Linked DNA regions of Anser cygnoides: region 1 is linked to region 2. A link is a contact called in public Hi-C data. All regions are on one chromosome and are shown on one strand. The core of a region is the stretch at or near the end of the contact, and the rest is flanking DNA. Distances in the headings are between cores, read along the strand shown.

Evidence for each region. Hi-C and Micro-C count contacts between places; a contact is called where the count stands out from the background.
Region 1: a contact with region 2 is called in a Hi-C map of granulosa cells, with 2.4 times the contacts expected there. The contact joins the promoter of MYO5B here to the promoter of RPL17 in region 2. A contact is called at or near these places in 3 of 7 Hi-C or Micro-C datasets (granulosa cells and liver).

Annotation. Positions count from the first base shown.
Region 1 is chrZ:59,912,998-59,918,562 of Taihu_goose_T2T_genome, forward strand. It overlaps MYO5B (myosin VB), which reads right to left and starts at 3,194. Exons shown (of 43, transcript XM_066989141.1): 1 at 3,054-3,194; 2 at 1,812-2,041; 3 at 670-843. The coding sequence starts at 3,149.
Region 2 is chrZ:59,701,146-59,706,996 of Taihu_goose_T2T_genome, forward strand. It overlaps RPL17 (ribosomal protein L17), which reads right to left and starts at 2,623. Exons shown (of 7, transcript XM_048079765.2): 1 at 2,555-2,623; 2 at 2,130-2,182; 3 at 2,001-2,041; 4 at 774-908; 5 at 420-518. The coding sequence starts at 2,169. It overlaps LOC125184841 (small nucleolar RNA SNORD58), which reads right to left and starts at 94; the gene lies at 28-94. It overlaps LOC125184839 (small nucleolar RNA SNORD58), which reads right to left and starts at 685; the gene lies at 619-685.

The sequences.
Region 1 (5,565 bases), core at 1,944-4,443, 210 kb after region 2:
CGCGTCCAGTCGCTGCGATAGCAACGTCCTCTGCGCGAATGCTCCTGATGTTACCGCAAGAAAAAGGAGGCGATTGAGGTTTTATGCGAGTTTTAAGACGTTGCAGGTTGTTTTTTTCTTAAAGACACCGATGAGTGGCAGACAAAAGACTGCTCAAGCCCCCGGTGAAACACTCCACGCCTTTCCCACCGGGTTCAACGTTCGGTTTCGCAGAGGGAAAGGGCAGGATTGCATTAACATCATTTTCATCCCTTCCTCAGGGAACCGGATTGCCAAGAGCTGAACGAGCCAGGTGTGATGCCAAGGCCTCGGGACCTGAGGAGCACCTGCAAACCTTAACGAGCTTCCAAGGTCGCTGCCAAACTTGGCATCCAGGAAGGCTGGGCAGGGGATTTCAGGTTGCGCTACAACTTCAGCTTGCCGGTGTCCTTGAGAAGGGGGCAATAAATAAAAACAGCCACCTTGGGCAATCCCAACTGCTCAAGGACTTTCCATACGTGAGCTTAATAAGCATGATTTAGGCCAAATAAACCCTCCATGATTTGGCGGGGGGCGGGAGCGTGGGGATGCCCACACTGGACAAGGATTTCTGCACTTCGTCACCTTCTTGTTATGTTGCTGTTTAGTATTTCCTCCCCCAAACTCTATTTTATATCGTTCCGGACCTACCTGAACTGCTGCTCCCGTTTTTCAGCCACCAGCTGCTGCCTTTCTTTCTCCCTCTCCTCTCTCAATAATTTTGCTCGCTCCCTCATTTTCGCTTGCTTCTCCAGCAGAGTTTCTTCAGACGATTCCATCTCAGCAAAGTACTTATTTTCCTCTGCCTCCAGAAGCTCGCGAAGCCTGAAACGAAGGAAACGCTTCAATAAAAACCAGAACGACTTATCTGTTGAACGATTAAGTAACGGACTGCACTCTTCCCCTCACAATTTATGCGTCCCTGTAAAGGTGGCAGGGGGATCTTTGGCAGCTCGGCACCAAGCCTGGTGAAATTTAACACTGGGAAGGCAAAATCCTGCACCTGGGGGCACGCTGGGGCTTACTGGGGGTGATGAAGGAGCTGAACAGAAGCCAGCGAACACAGAGATGATGAAGGGAACGGAGGGGTCTTTGTTTGAGGGGAGGCTGAGGGAGCTGGGAGCGTTCAGCCCAGAGAAGAAGGCCCCAGGGGGAGCTCATCAACTGTGTACGAATCTCCCACAAAAAAGAGGGAGGCTCTTCGGAGTGCCCAGTGGCAGGACAAGAGAAAATAAAACGTGAAATTCCACCTGTCCACAAAGGAACAGGTTTTTCTCGTGAGGGTGGCCACACGCAGACCAGGCTGCCCAGAAATTCTGTGGACGCTCCGTGTCTGGAGATACCCAAAACCCGACAGGACGCGGCGCTGAGCAGCCTGCGCTAGGTGGCCCTGCTGAGCAGGGCCAGAAGATCCCAGCGAGTTCCTTCCAGTTCACAGCTGCAAAGCCGCTTACTATAAAAAGAACAACTGAGAAAACGTTTTTTTTTTTTTTTTTCTAAGGTCAGCACAGCCCAATTCTGTTGTGGTTCCGGTTTTTAGCTTTTTGTTGTTGTGAATTGTACTGGTAACAAGGGCCCAAAAGCTCCTCTTTGCTCTGCGTTGCTGCCTGCCTGACAAATAAGCACGCCCACGCTTTCCAGTCCAAGGAATAACGAAGGCCATGCCGTAATGCCGGGGGGGAGGCACAGAGCCGAGCTCTACTGAGTATTTTTCCCCCACAATCGCTCCCCTAAGCACGCGGTGAAGTGGAAAATAGCAGGGCAGACATTGATTTTAGCTCCTTGCTTGCTACCTCTCTCTTCTGTCATCAGTCCCTGCCTGATACTCCTGCATCGCCGCCTCAACCTTTCTCCGCACAGCTCCGTGCAGCCATTTCTGCTCGTTGCGTTGCTGCCACTCGTGGACGCTGCGACACTGCCTGTAGAGCTTTAGGAGAGCGGCGTATTCCAGGAGCTCCTGTTCTTTCTCTCTGCGGGCCAAGGCAAAATTTTCACGTCTTCGTTCTTTAGGGGGCTTGGCTCTCTGCAACAGAAAGAATGTCTGATGAAATTACAATTATTCTTTTTTTTAATCGAGTTGGGGACCGAGTCCATAAGGGTTTATGGTAACCAAGGGTAACACAGAGCCCAAAACACAGAATCACAGAATCGTCTAGGTTGGAAGAGACCTCCAAGATCACCAAGTCCAACCTCAGACCTAACACTAACAAGTCCTCCCCTAAACCATCTCACTAAGCTCTACATCTAAACGTCTCTTAAAGACCTCCAGGGATGGTGACTCAACCACTTCCCTGGGCAGCCCATTCCAATGCCTAACAACCCTTTCAGTAAAGAAGTTCTTCCTGATATCCAACCTAAACCTCCCCCGGCGCAGCTTTAGCCCATTCCCCCTCGTCCTGTCACCAGGCACGTGGGAGAATAGACCAACCCCTACCTCGCTACAGCCTCCTTTAAGGTACCTATAGAGAGCGATGAGGTCACCCCTGAGCCTCCTCTTCTCCAGGCTGAACAATCCCAGCTCCCTCAGCCGCTCCTCTTAAGACTTGTTCTCCAGACCCCTCACCAGCTTTGTCGCCCTTCTCTGGACTCTCTCAAGCACCTCCATGTCCTTCCTGTAGCTAGGGGCCCAAAACTGAACACAGTACTCGAGGTGCGGCCTCACCAGAGCCGAGTGCAGGGGGACAATCACTTCCCTAGCCCTGCTGGCCGCACTGTTTCTGATACAAGCCAGGATGCTGTTGGCCTTCTCGGCCACCTGAGCACACTGCTGGCTCACATTCAGCCGAAAACCGCCACAAGAGCAGCACGAAAGGCCTGGAGGAGCTACAACTTGCCTGTTTATCCACCTCATACCTTAAATCTCAACCTGTCCACCTCAGCGGGACCACCCTGACGGCCTTACCCCCAGCCCCGACCCGGCCACACGCCCCCAGCCCGGGCTTGGCCTCACCGCCTGCTGGCCCCGCGGCCAGCCCCACGCCAAGAGGGGCCCCCTTGGGGTCTCCAGCCCCCGGTGGCGGCTCCCGGCCGCTCACCAGCGTCACGGAGTGCGGGCCGGGCCCCAGCACCTCCCGCCGCCACCCCGGGCCCCTCCGCGCCGTCATGGCGGCCGCCGCCTCTGCCGTTGCCATGGCGAAGCGGAAGTGACCTCACGACGCAAGGGACGCTCAGAGCGGGCGGGAGCCCGGCCGGGGGGAGGGGCCGCGCATGCGCAGTGCGCCCGCGCCGCCTGAGGGGGCACAAAATGGCGGCCGGGGGTGGGGGCGTTGTCCTGTCGTCACGTCGCGATATCGCCACAACGCGTCGCGGGTTGGGGCTGCTGCGCGGGAATGCGGCTCCCCGCGCCCTCCCGCGGCTCCTGAGAGGGGTTGGGGCTGGTGCGCGGCTCCCAGCAGCGCCTCAGGAGCTGCGGTCGCTTCAGGTTCGTTGCCCACAGTGAGTTCGCTTGGAAGCCGCGGGGCAGAGACAGCGCCAAGAGCTTCGTTTCCCTTCGGATAATCAGGACTGGGCTGATAACGAGTTGGAAAACGTAATCCGAAGGCAGAAGGGTTTAACGCGTGTTTTTATCCTACTGAAATATGTGTGCTGTGCGTATATCAGGTCTTAGTGATGTTAATTCTGCACTGTCAAACACAGCTGTATGATAGGGAGCACTCACACACTCCAGTATATGTCATACCACTGCTGCAGTGCTCAAACAACTGGAATCTTCAGAGTTTGTTTCAGTAGAGATTTACTCTGTCATCCTATTCTGACTGACTCCTGGAGGTGTTTGGGAAAGAGAAACAACTTCAGTGAACAGTGTTTTTTTTTTTTTTCCCTGAGGTGAAAACCCCTATTTACGTGCTGAGAGGGCTGAGTTTCTTGGCAGGCTGTAGTTTTGATTAATATCTGTGGGAAAAGTTAATGGGAGATGTTGCCTTAGTCGTCATTTACACCACAACATGAGCCAATTTTATGTATAATACAGTAAAGAAATGTGCAGTATTTCACGTTTAAAATATGAATTAAACAATGGAGCTGTGGATCCGCCAATCCCACTATTAATTCTTTCTTTAAGTCCCTCCACCGCTTGTAAAAAAAGATTTATTCCTAATTTTAGCGTTAAGGCACGGATAGATTGTGATTTTATTCTTATTTTACATTAACATTTGATGAGAAATCAGATTGTCACAGGAGCTAAGGTGCAAAGGGGATCCTGGTCACTGCATTCTCCAGGGTTTCCCCATGGGGGGAACGTATATAGGATATATATGGCATATATTCTGTCCTTTATTTGCTGGCTTGGATCCCTGAGGGAGTGTTGTAACTGCCTGCTCCTAGGTCGTGTAAACAGTTTGGGGGGTTTTTTCTGTTCTAGCAGGAGCCACCCCCTTTTGTAATGTGACTGGCATTGTCAGTGCCTTTATCGGGTCAGGGCAGTCACTTTAATAGATTTGTCCTAACAAAACGGTAAAAATCCCTTGTAACTATCTGTACAAGCCCTGAAGCAACAGGGGATGTTGTGGGGACTTTTTGGGCGGCCAAGTTCCCGTTGGGCAGCAACGCAGCCAAAAAAATGTTGTAAGTTCTGTAAAGAGTAGATCCCGGGAGACATTCTGGTCCTTTCTATCCCCTGCCAGCTTTTAATCCAGAGCCTGTAGGAAAGCACGAACTCCGTCAAAGGCGCTGAAGAGGAATTCTCCTTTCTGAAACCTCTCGCTAAGGAGCAGCCTGAGAACTTTACAAGAAAAAAAAAAGCAAAACACATTTTATGCTCAGCGAGGGGCGGGTAGGGCAGCACCACGTGGCAAACTCGGCGAACGGGATTTTCTCGCGTGGATTTCGGGGGGTTTTAACTGGCGCCTTTTTGTGCCAGGAGGGAAAACCCAGGCGAGGACAGTAGGGCGCCTTTTTTTTTTTTTTTTTTTTTTGCTCTTAGAGGAAGTACAAGAGGTTGATTGATATCGGCTGATGAATAATTGCCTCGTCGTACAAAAGAAACCTTTCACTTCTTTCTCCAAGAGAAAAAATTAATGATTTTTAAGTCAACCAAAGCCGTCCCCGCCCCTCATAAAAGATGAAGCCTTTCTTACAGTGGTTTCTTATTCCTTTTGTGTGGTACTGTGGCAGCCGCGTGGGCCAGCACTTGAGCACACCAGTTCCCTTCCTTTTACACGATCAAAAGCCCTGCAGATGCTTTGGGTTTCCCAGGCAGGGACTCAAGAAGCCCACAATTCCTCCCCGGTTCTGAATTCCCCCGGGGTTTCCTCACTGATCACACTCCAGACCGTCTCCAGTTCCTCCGGTCGTGCTTCCTTTTAATCCCTCCTGCCAGAGCTTCCAGGCAATCTTTAAAATACACGCTTAAGAAAATCCTAACTCCCGGCTTTTTTTATTTTTTTTAAGGTCCATCGGGTACCTTTATTCATTTTTTCTGGAGGGATTTGCTGATCGCTCGCATTCACATGATCGTCTGAGTCAGAGACAGGAGACACAGCCACGCTGAGCACGAGCAGCGGAGATCAGAACTTTTACTAGCATGTGTTTTCAGGCATGAGCTCAAAA
Region 2 (5,851 bases), core at 1,373-3,872:
GTGTCACGGCCAAGTTACATCGCGCTGATGGCTCAGCAAGAAACGATTATTTCACGGTCATTCCAAAGGTGTCCTAAGATCGTCATCACCGCCATCAGAATCGCCAAAGAAAGCGCTGAGTGTGCTGCAAAACTACAGACTGAGCAGGAGCCCACGGATCGCGCTTTCGGGGGATTTTAGGAGCTTGCTCCCCCACCACGCACACTCCCAATAGTTGACAGCCATCCACCTGTGAAAAACTAACTCCTTTTTACCTCAAAAAAAACGCACGCAGCGGAATTCAACCAGCAAACCAAACCCTCTAGGCCCCGCTTTCAACCACAAAGCGAGTCCTTTGGACTTCTGAGCACCGAGTTCAGGTGCACGAACACGCACAGCCACACGAACAAGGCACGTTTAATAACATCTGCTCGGCCCACCTTGAGCTCAGCATTGCTCTCTGCGTTTTTGAGCATGTGCAGCAGGAACTCCGCGCTTTTCTTGGGCCAGCGTCCCTGTGTCCAGCCCCACTGCTTGGCCTGTAAGAAAAAAAAAAAAAGAGAAGCAGTTTTGTCCCAGTACGACACAACTTGCCCTTTTACATGATATTAGTTTGTCATTACGTGTCCTTTCACTTCGATCGCTCAGAAAACTGATTTCTTTTCACGTTGAATCCAAAGGTGTCCTAAGAAAGTCATCACCGCAATCGAAGCGAACGGTTCTACACCTCGCACAAGAGCGAGCTGAAATAATTAAGATCAACGCCCTCGCCACGTTTCCATCCCAGCCCTCACCTGGGCGCATCTACCAACTCCTCCGTTGTAGCGACGGAAGGGCACGCACTGCTTCTTCAGGGTCACGTCCTTCAGGTACTTGGTGGCCTTGCGGATGTGCATGCCCTTGATGGCCTGGGCAGTCTCGCGAGTGTTCTAGCAAGAAAAATAAAAACACACGGTGAAAGCTCCTCTTAACACTTCTTTCCGCGTTACAACGGGAGTAAAAGCACTGGATTTTCACCTTTCTTCTCCTTTCTCCAAGGAAAGAGGCAATCATACTCTTTTTTACTACAAGCTCAGTTCAAAAGAAGCCACCAAAAAAAGTACAATCAGCAACTTTTTTTTTTTTGCTACCTACAATTCTTAGTCCGACCCCCATTACTGAGTTCACAGCTCTGTGATGCCTTTATTGTTTTTTTTCACCCAGAGCTTTCCAACCAGCAAATCTAAAATTGAGGATTTACACTTATCATAGCTCCCTCTTTGGCCACTAACCCAAAAAGCGGAAGCCTGAATGATTAAATTCCTGTCAAGATATCCAATATGGCACCTCACAGGTAAACACAAGCTATACAAACAAGCTACAAAATTTAATGTCTGTGTAAAGGGATTAAAAAAAGAGGGAATGAAAAGCATCAACAAGAAAAATCAACGATAAGTTATTGGTGCTTAAGTTACTTCTTAATTTTTGCACTTAATATACGATTACAATAGAAGAACAAACCAAATTAAATGAAAGCTCTTTTCACCTGCACTATCTAACGTTCAGCAGAAAAGCATGTTCTCAGCTTCGTTTCCATGATTAACCCAAATTACTCTTATATTCACTGCTGCACCTAGGGGTTTTCCAGAGCAACGTATGAACCCGTATCACTATTCATGCCGAACGCTTGCTGCCATACTTCTCGACCACTAAAATGACAGGATTAGCAGGGAGATCCTTCCCAACATCGAAGCAGGCAGTGAGAAAAAGGAAACAAATCCCTAGTTCTAGTCTTAATTCCTCCTGCTAACTTCCCTCCAACTACCTCTTTCCTTTTCTATTAGCTCTATTAGGCAGCAAACTAAGACAAGACCACCTTATTTTCCTGTTCCTGCGGATAAAGGTCATTATGAGCAGCTTGAGCACACGCAGGCCGTAACCTACACCACCCCACTTCATAAACTACAGAATAACACGGGAAAATAAAGGTCATCTCCTTCCAAAACCCAGCTTGGGTTTCCCACCACGCGCAGGCCACGTACCTTGAAGTGCACTCGCAGGTTGGAGCCCCTGGACTTGCATGCTGCGGAGAGAAGAGACCAACTTCTGAAGTGAAAAAGCGAACGATTTCAGGGAGTAATACGGCAACAAGAGATCAGAGAACAACTCACACTTCGTGGGGTTCTCCGGATCCAGCGAGTAGCGGACCATTTTGGGAGCTCAACTGCGGGGAAGCAGGGAGAGAAATCATACTGGGTTTCTAACACAGACAAGCAGAAAACAGACCGCTTTCCTCACAACCGACGGCTAGCTGACAAAGCCCCTCAGAGATAGATTTTCTTTCCACAATTAAATCCAAACGTGTCCCCCCCTTCCCCCCCCCCCCCCCGCCCCGCAGCCTCACGGCCCGCTCCCCCCTCACAGCCCCGGCACCTCCGCGCTCCGCCATCTGCGGCGCCAGCGCCGCAAACGCCGATGGCAGCCAGCGGGCCGAGGCGCCCCCGCGGCCCCTCATGGCCTCCCCGGGCTGCCCGTGGCCGGGACGGGGCCGGATGGAGGCGGATGGCGGCGGATGACGAGCCCACGGCGTCCTCACCTCAGGGCGGCGGCGGGGAAGAGGAAGGGCGGCGCCTGGCGGGGGGCGGGGAGGGCCGCGGGGCCGCTCTCGCGAGACAACGCGCGGGGTCTCGCAGGTCTATCGTGGGCATGGGCTTTGTCGCGACAGGGCTCCGCGCCACCCAAAAACCAGACCCTGGGTCTGAGAGCGGTGTCCAAACGCTGCTTGAGCTCCCTGGGGAGCCTGGCCCAGTGCCCGGGCACCTCTGGGTGCAGAGCCTCGCCCTGGCGCCCAGCCTGACCCTCCCCTGCCCCAGCTGTGAGGGTTCAAGTCGTGGTTTTGCGCTGAAAAATTCCGCCCTTCGCGCATATCCAGAAGCGATCGTGCGGGCATAACAGTGGGGAGGGTGTTAAGCAGTTAAAGGGGAGGTCCCACTGTCCCACAAAAAGGAGGATAGCTGAGAAAAACAGGACGAGCGGTGTGAAATCAGTAAAAACAAAAAATCACGGGCCCTCTAGTCATGACAGAAGAAGGGAAGAAAAAAAAGGGGGAGAAAGTAATGGTTAGCCAAAAAAAGGGGGGGGGGGGGAAGTAAAGCCAAATTGTACATATTTGGGCCCCTCAGTACAATAAGGACATTGAGGTCCTGAAGCATGTCCAGAGAAGGGCTGTGAAGCTGGTGAAGGGTCTGGAGCACAAGTCCTGTGAGGAGCAGCTGAGGGACCTGGGGTTGTTTGGTCTGGAGAAGAGGAGGAGGCTCAGGGCAGACCTTATTGCTCTGTGCAGCTACCTGAAAGGAAGGGGTCGGCCTCTTCTCACCCAAAACTAGCGATAGGACCAGAGGGAATGGCCTCAAGTTGCGCCAGGGGAGGTTCGGGTTGGAAATGAGGAGACATTTCTGTCAGAAAGAGTAGTCAGGCGTTGGGACGGGTTGCCCAGGGAGGTGGTGGCGTCACCATCCCTGGGGGTGTTCAAGGAGAGGTTGGACGTGGTGCTTAGGGACATGGTTCAGTGGGTGACATTAGTAGTAGGGTGATGGTTGGACCAGATGTTCTTGGAGGTCTTTTCCAACCCTAATGATCCTAGGATTCTACACCCAGGGTTGCCCTGTTTCAGGAAGCGTGCAGGTCCTTTGCCTATTGTGGGGCAAGTGACACCCAAGGGCCACTCGTGGCTGCACAGCCCCATGTCTTAGCCTGAGATGTAAAAATAAAATGTTTCTGTGCATAAATGATCGTGCCCGTGTCTATGTGGGTACGTGCACCCAGGCATGGACCTGTTACGGGCTGCCCCCGGCTGGAAGCACGGTTCCACAAAATGGCGCCAGGCCCAGCGCCCTGAGGTGCTTCAGGGCAACCCAGGTGCTGCACCTGAGGGTGACAGGGAGGTGGCCCCTGCACTCCGTGCCCTGGCCATGGCGGGCTTGTCCCACCCCTTGTAAAATCACCTACCGGCGAACAGAGAGAGAGAACAAACTTGCCCCAGGGAAGGGGCATGGAGAGCAGTGCCTCAGCTGGGCTCAGCACCCAAAATCAGCGGGTGTTAAAATGAAAGGCTCATTTTCAGGGCAGGGGCTAAATCCCCTCGGTCCGCCTGTACCATGTTTGGGTAATTCCTACTGTCCTTAACCCTCTTTCACTTCTGGGAGCTTCTGCTACCTCCTGCCAGTGCCTTTGCCCCATAAGCAGGACAACAAGAAGAGGGCGAGATGGGACGCATGGAGAGGCAGTGCAGGAGGTAAAATGGAGGATCTTGAGTTTCACTCATCACCTCAGCGTTATATTTAGGGGCGAGAGGCACCACATTCACCTTCATGCCATGGGGTTAACTGCCTCTGTTGTAGGGTTTGGCGCTCGAGCCATGCTGGCCAACAAGTGGCTTTTGTTTCTTTACTCGGTTAACACAGGTGGACTGGAGAGTCTTTGCGGTCTAGGCTGGGCCTTGCAGAGGCCACCACATAGTGGAGACTGTCTCCAAGTAGATTTGTTGCCAAAGACATCTCTTAAATGCAAGGTGTGATTAAACCCAATGGCTAATTAGGCCACATCGATTGTTTACATCACTACATTCGCACCAGATTTGCGACTGAAGGAATTACAAAATTGCCCTGGCAGGTTCCTTGCTAAGCAGGGAAGACATCTGTTTTATTCAGGAAAGCAAAGCCTGGTCAGCTGAGCAAAGAAAGACACAGTCAAACCGATTTTTCTAACCCTCAGGCTAAGGCCAGGGTTGGTAGATCAATTCGGTGAGGCTGAAGCAAGTCTAAGTGCTGCAGCTAGATGGCAGGCTAGGATGAGAATAGAGAGCAGGGACACCACATAGCATAAAAGAAAAAAAAAAAAAGAGATTAAGACTCATATTTATGAATCACAACTGGTATTTACAGCAGCATTATAAAAAAGTAAAATATATATTTTTTAAATCGAACCTTTATGTGTTAATAGAAAATGTGTTTCTTATTTTAGGTTGTGTTTGAAACTAGAACTGCTCGGGAAGTTGACCAAACCGCTTTTCAGTGAAACGAAAACATCTCCTGAAAGCGGTACCCAGCTACAGCAAAATGCTTAGTAAGAAAAGTTTGATGGAAGAAGGGAAAAAAACATCGATCTGCTGTCCAGGCACCTCCCTGGTGTGAGAGAGGTCCGGGTTAAACGCTGTTTAGATTAAGCAGGCAGAGCAAGAGCCTACTGCCCATGTGAATGCTCAGACCACTGGGATATTTTCAGATCTCTTCTTTAGCGCTAATAAACTCCAAAGCTTTGAGGCTAGGATTTCGCCCAGATGGGATGCGGAAAATATTTGAACTATCACAAATATTTACACGGATGGGAAACGTAGAGCTGTAATTTTAACTGCAGTTCCCCGTTCACCTGCCTTAAAAGGTTCGTTTTACTTTGCTGTCGAGGAGATGCTTCCTGCATCTTCTCTTACAGCTGCAACGTCTCCGAGTAACTTGGTAAGCACCGACCTCAAAGCTGGGAACCTCGCAGCACTGCTGGGGTATGGGCAGATATTATTTCTTCGGTTTATGTGTGAGATTCCTGTGAAGACAAAGATTTAGAAGCCCATTTAGAAGCCACGCAGCAGGTCAGTACACACACCAACCTCAGCGCAGTGGCGATGTGAAGGAAGATCAGCATTGTCCAAATACACACGCGACAGCCTTTCTAAGCCAAGTATTACTAGAGAAAAACAGACTCATGACTTTGAGGAACAATAAAAATGGAAGAAGACATCTCAGAGACGAGTTTCGACACTTCCTTAGTGTCTCGGTTTCCTTTTCTGTGGAAGAAAAATGGTAGTGTTTCCAGGAGCACTAAGTGTCCAGATGTGATA